4 separate regions of the Mus musculus genome follow, and all the other regions are linked to region 3. The links are chromatin contacts, called in public Hi-C and HiCAR-type maps. All regions are on one chromosome and are shown on one strand. The core of a region is the stretch at or near the end of the contact, and the rest is flanking DNA. Distances in the headings are between cores, read along the strand shown. Region 1 holds the start of Pdia3 (protein disulfide isomerase associated 3). Region 2 holds the start of Ell3 (elongation factor RNA polymerase II-like 3). Region 3 holds the start of Zfyve19 (zinc finger, FYVE domain containing 19). Region 4 holds the start of Map1a (microtubule-associated protein 1 A).

Region 1 (2,916 bases), core at 367-2,866, 2.2 Mb after region 3:
CATGTCTGTTAAGAAAGTAGAACCAAGGATGTCATGCTTAAGAATTATACTACAATTAGCAGGCTCTCTCCTCCCCCAGCTTCTTTGCCTTTTAGAGATTCAAGAAGCCCACACAAAAAAAGCTATGAGCAGTTAAGAATAAACACATTGAAAGACTCAAAGGTATTTTGTTGTTGTTCGGTACGGATTTTGTTTTTCATCTAAGCAAAAGACATAAAAGTCATAAGAAGCTAGGCAGTGGTGGTGCACGCCTTTAATCCCAGCACTTGGGAGGCAGAGGCAGGCGGATTTCTGAGTTAGAGGCCAGGCTGGTCTATAAAGTGAGTTCCAGGACAGCCAGGGCTGCACAGAGAAACCCTGTCTCGAAAAGCCAAAAACAACAACAACAACAAAAAAAAAACAAAAACAAAAGTCATAAGAAATATCTTCACAGCTAACTAAATATTCGGGTTATTTTCACTTTCTGACAGCATTTGTAATTAAACACTTCTTTTTGAAAATTAGGCTTAAATGTTAGGCAGGTGGCCCATGGCTTGGATCCCAGCGCTCTGGAGATAGAGGCAGGCAAATCTCAGAGCTCAAAGACAGCCTAGTGAAGGACAGCCAGGGCTACACAGAGAAACTATCTTGAAAAACAAACAAAAATCAGTTTAAAAGGCAGGCAGTGTAGACAGATATTCCAGTCTCAAGAGGATGGTGGATCTCTGTTGAGTTCCACATTTGCCTGGTCTATATAGTGAGTTCCAGGGCAGCCAATCCTCCTTGCCTCAAAAAAAAAAAAAAAAAAAAAAAAAGGTGAAAGCTGAGCCTGTGCCTATTAGTACGTAGTGCACACTATCAGTCTCAGCCACTCGAGAGGCTGAGGCCAGAGGATGGAAAGTTCTAGACCTTCGCGGATTACAGTATGAAGTCAAGGCCAGCCTGGACACCTTGGTGTGAACATGACTCAAAAAGTCAAAAGAGGACTAGGGATGTAATCCAGTGTTGGATCACTTGCCCAGCAATGTGCAAGGTTCTGGGCTCAATCCTCAGCTACCCACCCTCTCAAACAAACCAACAAACAACAATGGGGGGGGGGGGAGCAGCAGGCAGGGAGGGCAGAGGCCTAAGGCTGGACAAAGAATACAGACCTCACGTGGACCTGACAAAGCAGGATACGAGGTAGGGCAGCGGCAGGATGTAGACTTACTACGCCCTATAATTGGACAAAGCAACAGCCTGACATTTGGAAAACGTGTCGCGGTGCGCTCAAGTGCGTGCGCGCCCCAATGCCCCGGAGGGAGGGAGCCGGACAGACAGCTCAAGCTCCCCTCCAGCCCTTTCGCGGGCCTCACTTCCGCCCACTCAGCCCTGACTTCACCCCTCCGCCTTCCGCGCCGGCGCCCAGAGCTTCACTCCTCCCCAGCGGGTGGCGCTCAGGGCCGCTCCGGCTTCGCTGAGCCCCCTACTTCCCACCGACCCCCCGTCCAGGCCTCCGCCACAGCCAGACCGGCGGGCGTTCGCCTAAGCGTCCGCCCCGCCTCGCCCCGCGCGCCCGCCAATCGGCAGTTACCAGCTGTTCCGCCCGCCCGACGCTGCGTGACGCAGCCAATCGGCGGCTGCCACACTGCGGGCCCCGAGCAGGCCTAGGGGGTTGGGACCTCGGCAGCGGGTCTGCCCGGGCCAGACGCGCGAGCGCAGGCAAGCGGCTGCAGATTGCGGGCTCTCCCATCTCATTTCTCCGGTCCCGGCCCTCCGACCGCGACCCGCCGCCATGCGCTTCAGCTGCCTAGCTCTGCTCCCGGGCGTGGCGCTGCTGCTCGCCTCGGCCCGTCTCGCCGCCGCCTCCGATGTGTTGGAACTGACGGACGAAAACTTCGAGAGTCGCGTCTCCGACACGGGCTCGGCGGGGCTCATGCTAGTCGAGTTCTTCGCCCCCTGGTGAGGCCACTTTGCGGGATCAGGGCCGGAGGACCGGCTGGGCGCGGGAGCGGTTGGGCCTACGCAGCGCGGGCGCCCTCCACTATCTAGCAGGCCTGGCTGCGGCTGCCTCATTGCCAGTCGGTGGGGAACCGGGAGGCGCTCCGCCCGGGGTGGGGGGTGGGGTGAGGACGAGGTAGGGTGGGGACGGGGGCAGATCCGGAAAGCAGAAAGCCTAAACTCCAGGGTAGGGCCACGTCCTTACCTCCGCGTTCTTGCAGCACTTCCTATGTGGAGGGTTCTCCCATCCCCTCCCCCTCCGGTCTATCTTTCAGTATCTAGGTGAGTCAGTGTATGTGTCCCCAGGTCTGCAGACAAGGCTGGCATCCCAAAGCCTTCAGAGAGGAGGCAGAGGTCCTCTTTTAAGTGGTGAGGTTCTGGGGTTTTTTTTTTTTCTCTTTTTGTCTCCACCCCATTAGAGCCATTGGTTTCTAACCAAGGTCACTCTGTAGCTGCAGAAAGATCCTAAGTGCTTTCTTGAGACAGGCCATTAGTTGGTTCATGGCATGGCTTACACTATTTTACATTAAGCTGCAGAGGCCTCTTATTAAAAGAGTAAACCAACAAGAATTATTTCACTAGGACCTATCATAATTTCAGTATTAAATAATTCTAGAAAATGATAACATTCTGGATAAGAAAGTTACCACTGCTTAACCTAAGAAAAGGGTAAGTTCTATCGAGTGGGTGTGACCCCAAATAAAAACTTTGCTTGGGAAGGGAGAGCAAATAGGATTTCTAGTTTTGTCACTTAGAGTAGTGGATAGGATAATTTACCAATTATTTATTACAAGGGCATACAGTTTAGAGGATGTCAATATTTTTTCCCTCCTAGCACAATGACCCTTAATTCAAACCTGTTCAAAAGTATCAGTAAGACAGAGTGTGATAGTTACACTGTAACTTACCTTTGCTTCTGACCCAGTGGGATTGTTAACATCTCTAGCTTCTCTGACT
Region 2 (3,023 bases), core at 473-2,972, 2.2 Mb after region 3:
ATTTTATGCTGTATCAGTACTGTGTCAACCCAAGATTCACCCTGCCTTTTAAACTACTCTTTGAACAGCTCTTGCCTCTCTGGACATCTCAGCACTCAGAAAGCAGGGACAGGTGAAAGGAGTTTGAGGCCAGTCAGTGCTACATAAGGAGCTCCCAGGCATGCCAGGATTACACAGTGAGAACCGACTCCAAAAAGAGACTAAAGTCCTTGCTTACCTTGTCCAGGCGTTTCTGGCTAGCAGGGGAAAGCAGGGACTGATCAGGCTCTCTGCTTGGAAGATAAGTGTGGTTCCTAGGATTTTTGGAAGGAATGGGAGAGGCCAAGGTGAGAGCTTATTAAAGAAATGTAAGGGTAGAGAGGAGACCCAGCCTGTCTCAGTACCTCATTTCCCATTGTGCCATGGGCTCACTGGAGGATCCTGGGAGTGACTGTTCATGGTGGCTTGCCAGTGGGTCAGACACCTGTCAGGGGAAGTTATAGGAAAACTTGGCTCCCTGGACCTGGGTGTCCCACCTTATGATGACTACCTGCTGTTTCTAGTCTCACCTCATCTGGTGCCAGCTGGGGATGGCCTTCAGGTTCGTCTCCAGTGTCCTGCCAGCTCTCAGACTCTCTGGTACCTTCAGTCAGGTGTTCCTGAGCTAACAGTGGAGCTGGGATAGTATCCATGGCTGCCCAAATAGTGAGTCGCTCTCTAAGGGAGCCCAGGCAGTGGAGACAGTTCGGCCCAGATCTTGAAAGAAGAGTGGGAAAGACAATAGAAAAATGAGTTGGAGATCTTCTGAACACTTCTTCCCATTTCCTGCAAACTTCTCTTACCTTGTCCTTACCTGCCTAAGCGTTGGTACACAAGGTCCAAGCCACCATTAGTGCCCTCTTGGCCACACTGGGATACTATGAAGGAGAAAAGGCAGGACCATCCCGGGCCTGGAAACCTTAGGTACTGGGGTAGGGAATGGTAAACCCAGTTAAGCCGGCCCCTCTTCCTCCTGTCCATGCCACTCCTCCCCAAACAATTCTAAGACTGAAGACAAATCCCCAAGGGGCTCGTTAGCACACCAGGTGCAGCTGGTTCAGAGTTCCCCCAAGAGGCTGAGACTGCACAGTCTCCTGGGACCACAGCCCCACATCTTCATAGGGTTTAGTTCTCATAACTTGCTCAGACTGTGACCTCTGGCAAGCTCCGGCCCAGAGCTCACCTTCCTGGAGCCCACGCTTACGCTCTCTCACCCCCAACCTCCCTCGCACATCCGGCCAGCACTTACCCCTCGGTGGCCTTGGAAAGCGATCACTGGCCGTACCTGCAGGAAGAGCCCAAACACCAGCTGAACACAAAGGAAGCAAAGTCCCCAGGATCGAGGAGGCTGGGGACACCTGCCTGGCCGGCTTCACTTGGAGGCGGGGGGACTGGAATCTGAAAACCCGCACAACCCCAAGTCCCTTCTCCAGCATAGCCTTGGGAGGCCAAGGTCTGGTTGGCCGGGAAGGGAAGAAGGGGCCGGGGGCCAGTCTCACCTGTTGCTGCTGACACTCTTGCAATGCCCGCAGCGCCGCCTCGTTGAGCCTTAGCATCAGGAGGCTGGTCCGAGCAGCGGGGGTGAAGAGGAGCCGCATTTTCCCACTCAGAGCTTCCTGGGTCCCCTCCATGGTGCCAAAGTCGCGCACATGCAGAACCGGGACCACAGGTGAGGGCCACCTCTGCTGTGCAAGCCTAGGCTGGCACTCCCGCCCTCCGGGTCTGTCCCGCCCTCCACCATGACCCCACCCCCGGCACCGCCCCAAAGTTTCCCTGGCCTTGTGGGCGGTACCTCACTCACCTCAGCTGCTGGCCAGAACCCAAGCGGTTTCTTCTTGATTTGGCTTGGGCAGTATTGGACACTATGAGGAGCATTCCAGGTCTAATGAGAAAGGATCTGCTTCGAGGGTCTGACCTGTCACCCAGGATGTCTTGTTCTGCCTCAGTTTTCCCAGTTTCCCCATTCTGGATTCAAAATCGTTGTCTTTAAGTAAAAGCTGAACCTGAAACCACTTGAGGGTTTCAGTCTCACAGGGGAGGGAATCGAGACTGGTTGATAGTCGGATTGAGTCATTTATGCCTCCGAGGCCCCGAAGTACCTAAGGGACCAGAGGATGGCAGACCCCAAGAGGGACCAGTGCAATCCTTTTTCTTTTTCCGCCCGAGTTGCTGCGTCTGCTGAGGCGGATCCCAATTTGGTTTCTAAAAGGGACTTGATGAGGCTGTAAGGCCAGGTGGGTGGGTGCCTCGCAGATTTGGAAGTCTGGCTATCTGGGACTGGAGCCAAGCCTATCGGTGGATGGGGGTGTGGGGCGGGCGTAGTTGTGGCAATAAATAAATAAATAAAATAATAAATCAGAGAGCAGAAAGCCGTAACTCACTCCCAGGTGTTACTATGTAGCCTAATAAACATAAGAGAAAGTGGCGAAACCACAGCTGGCTCCTTTAAAGGCACTCTCCCCTCCTCTTTGAGTCTTTTGTTTTTTCTTTTAGACAGGGTTTCATTCACTATGTAGATCACTCTTGCTGAACTCACTAGCAATTCTCCTGCCTATATTTCCCAAATGCTAGGATTACATGTGTTAGCCTCTACTCTTGACTAAAAGGTGCCTGCAAGTTTCCCAGCAGGGCTACAGATCCTATGGTTTTGAGACCCCCACCCCCACCCCACCCCACCCCACCCCCGACAAATCTCAGGCCAGTGTTTCCTGTCTTTATTTATTTGTGTTTGGTTATGTCTCTCAGACTCTCTTATCTCCTTTTTTCCTAACTGGGATCGAATAACTGGGATATATATTTTATATTAGTGTGTGTGTGTGTGTGTGTGTGTGTGTGTGTGTGTGTGTGTAATTCCAAGTGATTTTAATGCTGTTCATCTCAAAACAAATAATTTGTCTAAACCCATTGAACAATGCACTCAGAACATGTACAATATGTGTATAAGAACAATACACTCCTATATGCAGGGAAATATTCGCAGTAATGCTGATTTTTGTTTGTTTGTT
Region 3 (2,970 bases), core at 338-2,837:
TGCCTGTTCTGTAAGCAGAGGATTTGAATTTGGATCCTAAGCATTCAGGTAAAAAGCCTGGATCCCAAAAGCAGGGCACGGGGCATCCTAACATTTGGGAGGCAGATTTATCGCTGTGAGTTCGGAAAAACTAGCCTGATCTACATAGAAAGTTCCAAGACAGCCAGGGCTACATCAACTTTTCTTCGAGAGAGAGAGAGAGAGAGAGAGAGAGAGAGAGAGAGAGAGAGAGAGAGAGAGAGAGAGAGAGAGAGAGAGAGCGAGAGAGAGAGCCGGGCATTGGTGGCGCACACCTTTAATCCCAGCACTTGGGAGGCAGAGGCAGGTGGATTTCTGAGTTCCAGGTCAGCCTGGTCTACAGAGTGAGTTCCAGGACAGCCAGGGCTGCAAAGAGAAAGCCTGTGCTTTACGAGTATTTATTTCTACATCCATTTTTGACTTCAGCCAAATCTTCAGGAAGCTTTCTGAGCAGGATGACCACAACTTTACTGAAGAATCCAATCACCCTGATTTTCTGCCCCAGAGCACTCTTTCTGACACTCAAGCATTGGACAAGCAGTCCAGAAGTATAAGAGCATTGATAAGATCTCTTGCTGGGCGGTGGTGGTGCATGCCTTTAATCCCAGTACTGGGGAGGCAGAGGCAGGCGGATTTCTGAGTTCGAGGCCAGCCTGGTCTATAAAGTGAGTTCCAGGACTGCCAGGGCTATACAGAGAAACCCTGTCTCGAAAAAATAAATAAATAAAAAGGATCTCTTCCCCCCCCCCACCTTAAACACGTTAAGACAGCTGACCTTAAACTCCACAAGAAACTGAAGTTGACCTTAAATTCCTGATTCTCCTCCCTCCAGCGCCCAAGTGCATTACAGGCTTGGATCACTATGCCCAGCCCGGTGGGCATTACTTTTTATCCAATGAACTCCCCTGCGTGTACTGTCACTATTGCCACCACAATCTAAGAGTAAATAACAGAAACCTTAAGTACAGCACTTGAGATAAGTGGACCCCCACACCACCTGCTTTAACCTTCTGATCCTCTTGTTTAACCCGCTAAGCAGCACGCACTGACAACATTGGAACATCTGATACTTAAAAAGAGGAAAAGAAAACTGAGGCCTCTAGGTTCTAGGCCTCAACGTCAAATCCAGAAAAAGAAGAGGGGCTGAGGGGAGGAGTTAGAGCCTAGAGACTTTTCTTCCTAGGATCCCCCTGAAGTTAAAACAGACTAAAACCAAACACCTCCAGACAGACAGGTAAAACGTTCAGCGTACAAACTGATGCTGCGCAGGCGCAAAAAAGCAGGCCTGGGCTCTCAGGTTCAACCGGCCTCCAAACAGTGTGGCAGAAGGGACAGCACGGTCACACAGTTCAGAGTTCTCAATGCCTCCCTCCCTAACCCAGTCCTCAAGCCTTTCAGGAAGTGCCCGGAGGCCCCCTTTTTAGTCATTGGCCGTCCCTCGCTCCGGGTCCAGGATAGGGCGGAGCATAGAAAGCCGGAGCCAGGCGCGCGCCCTGACGCGAGGACCGAAGAACTGCTTTGCCTATCAAGTTCTCACCTCTTTGTCTGCCGCCTTCTCCTCAATGCCGAGCAGCGCGTACAGATCCATTTGTAAGAGCTCTTTGGTCACCGCCATGGTTCTAGTCCAAACTTGAATTGATACTACAACTCCCAGGAGTCTGAGCGTGTGCGTGGGCGCGGGGCTTACTCGCTCCGAGCCGGCCCAAAAGCGCGCTAAGCCTCCTGGGATGATGCCTTCCGATTCTCGTCTGACTGGCTGTGGAGGAGCGCGCTGCGGAGAATGAACTACGACTCCCAGCATGCCCCACTCCGCTGCCGCCCCGCCTTGGTGAGTGCAAAGTCAGAATTCTCCGCGCTGGGCCGCCCCTGGACAGCGCCGATGGGCGTGTGGGACTGGGCTGCACAACCTGAGGGTCTGAGAGGCCTACCCTGCGCTGGTGAGAGGCTAACCTACCAATTCTGCAGCGCCGAGAACTGCTATGGAGAGCAGGTGCTACGGCTGTGCTGTCAAGTTCACCCTCTTCAAGAAGGAGGCGAGTGTACTCCCAGAAAGCCGAAGGGCCAAGGGAGGACGCGGGGCGAAGGGAAGGGAGTTGCAGGCTAAAGACCGTTTGACGGCTTCTTTTCAGTTGTGTGGTTTTGATGAAGTAACCCGGTTAACCTCTCTGTAAAGTGGGTCGGATGCCCACCCGTTTCCGGGTTAAGATGATGGTCTGATGAGGTTCAGTGAGGTAAAAGCACTTCCTGCAAATCCCGATGACCTTAGTTCGAACCCCAGGACCCACATGGTGGAAGGAGAGAACTCCTGAAAGTTATTCTCTGATCTCCACACACATGCCATGATATGCATATGTCTGCACGCATACACTCACAAAGAAATAATGTAAATTAAGAAAATGTAAAGTAGCTTCGGTGAGGTGCTGTAGCTGAAAAGACCCTAGAAATTGTAAAGTTTCCAAAAGCTACACTTTTTTTTTAAATCTCCACCTACATTCTATCCACTCCCCTTCTCTCCATCTCTGTCTTTAAAGTCATCCCATGCATGCCGGTTGCTCTCTGTTCTGAAACCTGCCCCGTCCACAGCTTGCCCTTTTCTCCCCAGGGCACAATGAAAAAGCCTTCTTCTCAACCACATTCCCCTTGTGAGCTGCAAGGGAAGTAAATGGGACGAATTCATGGTGTATAGGATTGGAGCACTTACATATCAATTTTGGTGTCAGAGTTCAAATTTCAGCTGCCCTGTCTTATTCAAAGAATGATCTAATTGAACGGTCATGTAATTTCACTGGCCCCTGTTAAAATAGAGATAATACTGGTGGGCATCAGGATCAAATATGATGACGTATGTAAGTGATGATGGTTATAACAAATGATGAATTTTAAGGTGCAGGCTTAGTGCCTGGCACACACTAAGTACTTAATAATTGAAGCTATTGTTACAACCCTATCCTG
Region 4 (2,893 bases), core at 325-2,824, 2.1 Mb after region 3:
TACAGTTGCTATGGAAACTGTCCCCTTGCTCCACTCTGGCTTCCTGCCACATATGCCACTCTTTATGATTGTAGTAAAGGCCTGCACATTTTCCCATGCCATTTTCCAGATTCGGGTTTGCAGCTGGCAGTGTATGGGAAGAGGCACCCTACCATCTGATGTCCTGAGAGTAGTTTTCTTGTCTCTGCTACAGAAAGGATTTTCATGGCATGTCCAAAGTACTTACAGTATGGACTGGATGGTTAGGTATAGTATGTTTCAAGATAGGGCTAAGATTTCTGTGAGGTACTTAACAGTCAGAACGTGGTTCACTGGCAGGCTTGAGGTATCAGCTATTACCTCTTTTCTATCCTTTTAAGGAGTAGGATTTCATGTGTGCACATGTGAGTGCAAGAGGACAACCTGGAGTGGTGTCCCTCAGACACCCTTTTCTTCTTTGTACTATAGATACCAGGGTCTCTCAATGGTATAGCTGGCCTGCGAGCTTCCAGAGATTCATCTGTCTCTCCCTCCTAGTTACCATCTCTGCGATTCCAAGTGCTCACCGCTGTGCCTGGCTTTTTTTTACAGTTCTGAGAACCTGAACACTTGCTTGCCAGGGAAGTACTTTACCAACTGAATCATCTCCGTAGCCTTTCTTCTCTTCTACCATCTCCAAAGTGCAAGGTAAATGGAAGAAAAAGCAAGTATAACTGGAGCCTAAACACAGGCCTTCTCTCTGATGCACACAACAGAATGACTCAGGGTAAGATCAGCTGTAGTGGTGGAGAGTCTTTGAAGAATGGGGAGTTGGGGGTTCAGCAAGAGAAGGGGAGAGGAAGGAAAGGAAGGGATGGAGAGAAGGAGAGGGAAAGACAGAGAATATTAATTCAGTTCTGTACAGTAATTACATGGTCTCCTAAATTTATCCACTGTGTCACATCCCTAGTAGCTGGGAAGTCTTTCCTGGGTTTTACTCAAATACTCTTTGCTGCAGTCTGAGCTCATTGCACTCAGCAAATATGGAGACTAGCCAACCACTATCCTTGGAATAACTACTCTCCAGGGACTCAGGGTAGGAAGGTCATCCTGTCCCCTCCAATACTGCGCAGCCTGATTGACCACGCCCGGAGCTCGGGGCAAGGACGGGGAAACCCAGGTTGGTAACCTAGACCCTGGCATGCAGCGAGGCGGGGGGAAAAATAGAGACAACGATAATTGCCAGATGGAGACCACGATAGAAACCCCGAGACAGCGAAGGGCAAGATGGCTCCCCAAGGTTCGAGAGAAGCTGCGGAACTGCCTCCCACACTGTGCTCAACGCAGACACAGCCTAACTAGATGGATGTTGTTCTCGCGCCTTGGACTCCGCCCTCGGCTGGGTCTCGCAGAACCCTTACCCTGGCTCAAGTCGGAGAGGGGCACTTGGTCAGGAAAACTGCAGGTGGATGACTGCAGCCACCACCCATAGCGGCACAACCACCGCATCCCCGCCCCGCCCCTGCGGCGCTTCAGCCCCGCCCCTAGAAGGCAGTGACCAATGAACGGCTCCTGCCGCCGGCCTTTAAGAACCGCGCGCACTCTCCCCGCAGCGGACGCAGCTAGCCTAACACTCCGCGGGAGTTTCCATGGCGACCGAAGCCGGGACCGCGCGGCCTGGCAGCGTTGCCATGGAGACAACTCCGGAGCTGGGGCTCCAGAGCCTCGGTGCACCGCCAGCTCAGAACCCGGCGGAGCCTCTTTGCGAGGCCGGTGCCGCGGTAGCGGCAGCGCGCTGGGACCTGCGGAAATACTCCTTGCTCATCGTGATCGGCGATATCGGTACAGAGAGTCAGCTGAGGGCCGTGCGGGCCCACCTTGAACAAGGTGAGCCGCTCTCCTGGCTTTTACGCAGTACTCCATCCATGCCTCTCCGCCATCTGCATTCATCTCCCAGTGCACATTTCTGTCTCCTCTATCTCTATGTGCACTTCCCGAAACCTGCGACCCTGTCACCTGCATCTTCCATGAATGTGCCTCTGTCCTCTCGAGCTGCCAACACCTTGCTTGCCCATCCTTTCTGCATACCCCATTCTGTTCCGCAGTGTCCCGGAGCAGGAGCAGGAGAAGCTCCGTGGAGACCCTGGGGTCCCTCTGGTCACACCCCTTTCCCGAAGCCACTGGACCATATATCCGAAAGTCCTCATCAGACCCTGAAAAGTCCATGTCCCTACCTTACAATTTCTTCTTTAGGGGAGGTTTTTGAACGCGAGGTACACATCTCAAATCTCTGAATGCTGGCAGCCAAGTTTAGAGAGTGACCTTCGTGGCTCTGCAGCTCACCTCCCTCAGCCGTGCCTGTGGCGCAGTGCTGCGGAGCCACCTGCGGGTGGAAGCAGGGGATGGAGGCAAGGGAGGGGGCATAGGAGAATCTAGAATCTGATTTAGCAAGAGGGATCATTATGGAAACCTACAGTATATGGAAATAGACCCTTGCGTGTCACTTCTACCGTAACTGTTTTGCCTTGAAAAACAAAAACTCCAAGCTCATTTATTAGTAAGCCCATTCTAAACTCTGCTCTTTGCCCTCTGGAAAGGGGAAAAAGCAGGTACTAGCTATCCTTCTTGGAGGCATCACCTCCCATTTCTTTCCTCTCCCAGGAGCTTGGCAATGCTTTCTGTGGGTGACTTTGACTAGAACCCTCTTATTTTTTTTCCCCCTTTTCTTTTACAGGGATTCTCTCCTGGAATATTGACTTATCATCCTTTGACTTGAACCAACAGTTGAGACTCTTCATTACCCGGCACCTAGCTCACTTCTCCTCAGAGGTCAAAGGTTAGGACTAGGGTTATTTGTCTCAGTCCTTTGGGTCCAGTATCCAGGCCAGAACTGGCCTTATGGGAGGATTGGGTAGGTAAAAAGGGAGGGACTTTT

The links. A called contact is a pair of places that touch in the nucleus more often than the background predicts. HiCAR-type assays count read pairs that join an accessible place to other places.
Region 1: a contact with region 3 is called in a Hi-C map of B cells, with 6 read pairs. The contact joins the promoter of Pdia3 here to the promoter of Zfyve19 in region 3.
Region 2: a Hi-C map of B cells shows a contact between it and region 3, with 6 read pairs. The contact joins the promoter of Ell3 here to the promoter of Zfyve19 in region 3. A contact is called at or near these places in 1 of 39 promoter capture datasets (liver), 1 of 484 Hi-C or Micro-C datasets (B cells), 1 of 115 datasets of contacts at active chromatin or transcription factors (astrocytes) and 1 of 9 other capture datasets (pancreatic islet).
Region 4: a HiCAR-type map of astrocytes shows a contact between it and region 3, with 4 times the contacts expected there. The contact joins the promoter of Map1a here to the promoter of Zfyve19 in region 3. A contact is called at or near these places in 2 of 39 promoter capture datasets (both in liver) and 1 of 115 datasets of contacts at active chromatin or transcription factors (astrocytes).

The regions. Positions count from the first base shown.
Region 1 is chr2:121,412,286-121,415,201 of GRCm38.p6, forward strand. It overlaps Pdia3 (protein disulfide isomerase associated 3), which reads left to right and starts at 1,617. Exons shown (of 13, transcript NM_007952.2): 1 at 1,617-1,920. The coding sequence starts at 1,754. Catsper2 (cation channel, sperm associated 2) reads right to left here and starts at 1,507. Exons shown (of 13, transcript NM_153075.3): 1 at 1,131-1,507; 2 at 1-5. The coding sequence starts at 3.
Region 2 is chr2:121,440,879-121,443,901 of GRCm38.p6, forward strand. It overlaps Ell3 (elongation factor RNA polymerase II-like 3), which reads right to left and starts at 1,723. Exons shown (of 11, transcript NM_145973.2): 1 at 1,518-1,723; 2 at 1,268-1,303; 3 at 833-945; 4 at 549-735; 5 at 384-463; 6 at 218-293. The coding sequence starts at 1,649.
Region 3 is chr2:119,207,133-119,210,102 of GRCm38.p6, forward strand. It overlaps Zfyve19 (zinc finger, FYVE domain containing 19), which reads left to right and starts at 1,588. Exons shown (of 11, transcript NM_028054.3): 1 at 1,588-2,051. The coding sequence starts at 1,998. Dnajc17 (DnaJ heat shock protein family (Hsp40) member C17) reads right to left here and starts at 1,663. Exons shown (of 11, transcript NM_139139.2): 1 at 1,556-1,663. The coding sequence starts at 1,633.
Region 4 is chr2:121,288,028-121,290,920 of GRCm38.p6, forward strand. It overlaps Map1a (microtubule-associated protein 1 A), which reads left to right and starts at 1,575. Exons shown (of 7, transcript NM_032393.2): 1 at 1,575-1,845; 2 at 2,693-2,794. The coding sequence starts at 1,608. It also overlaps a transcript of Trp53bp1 not described here.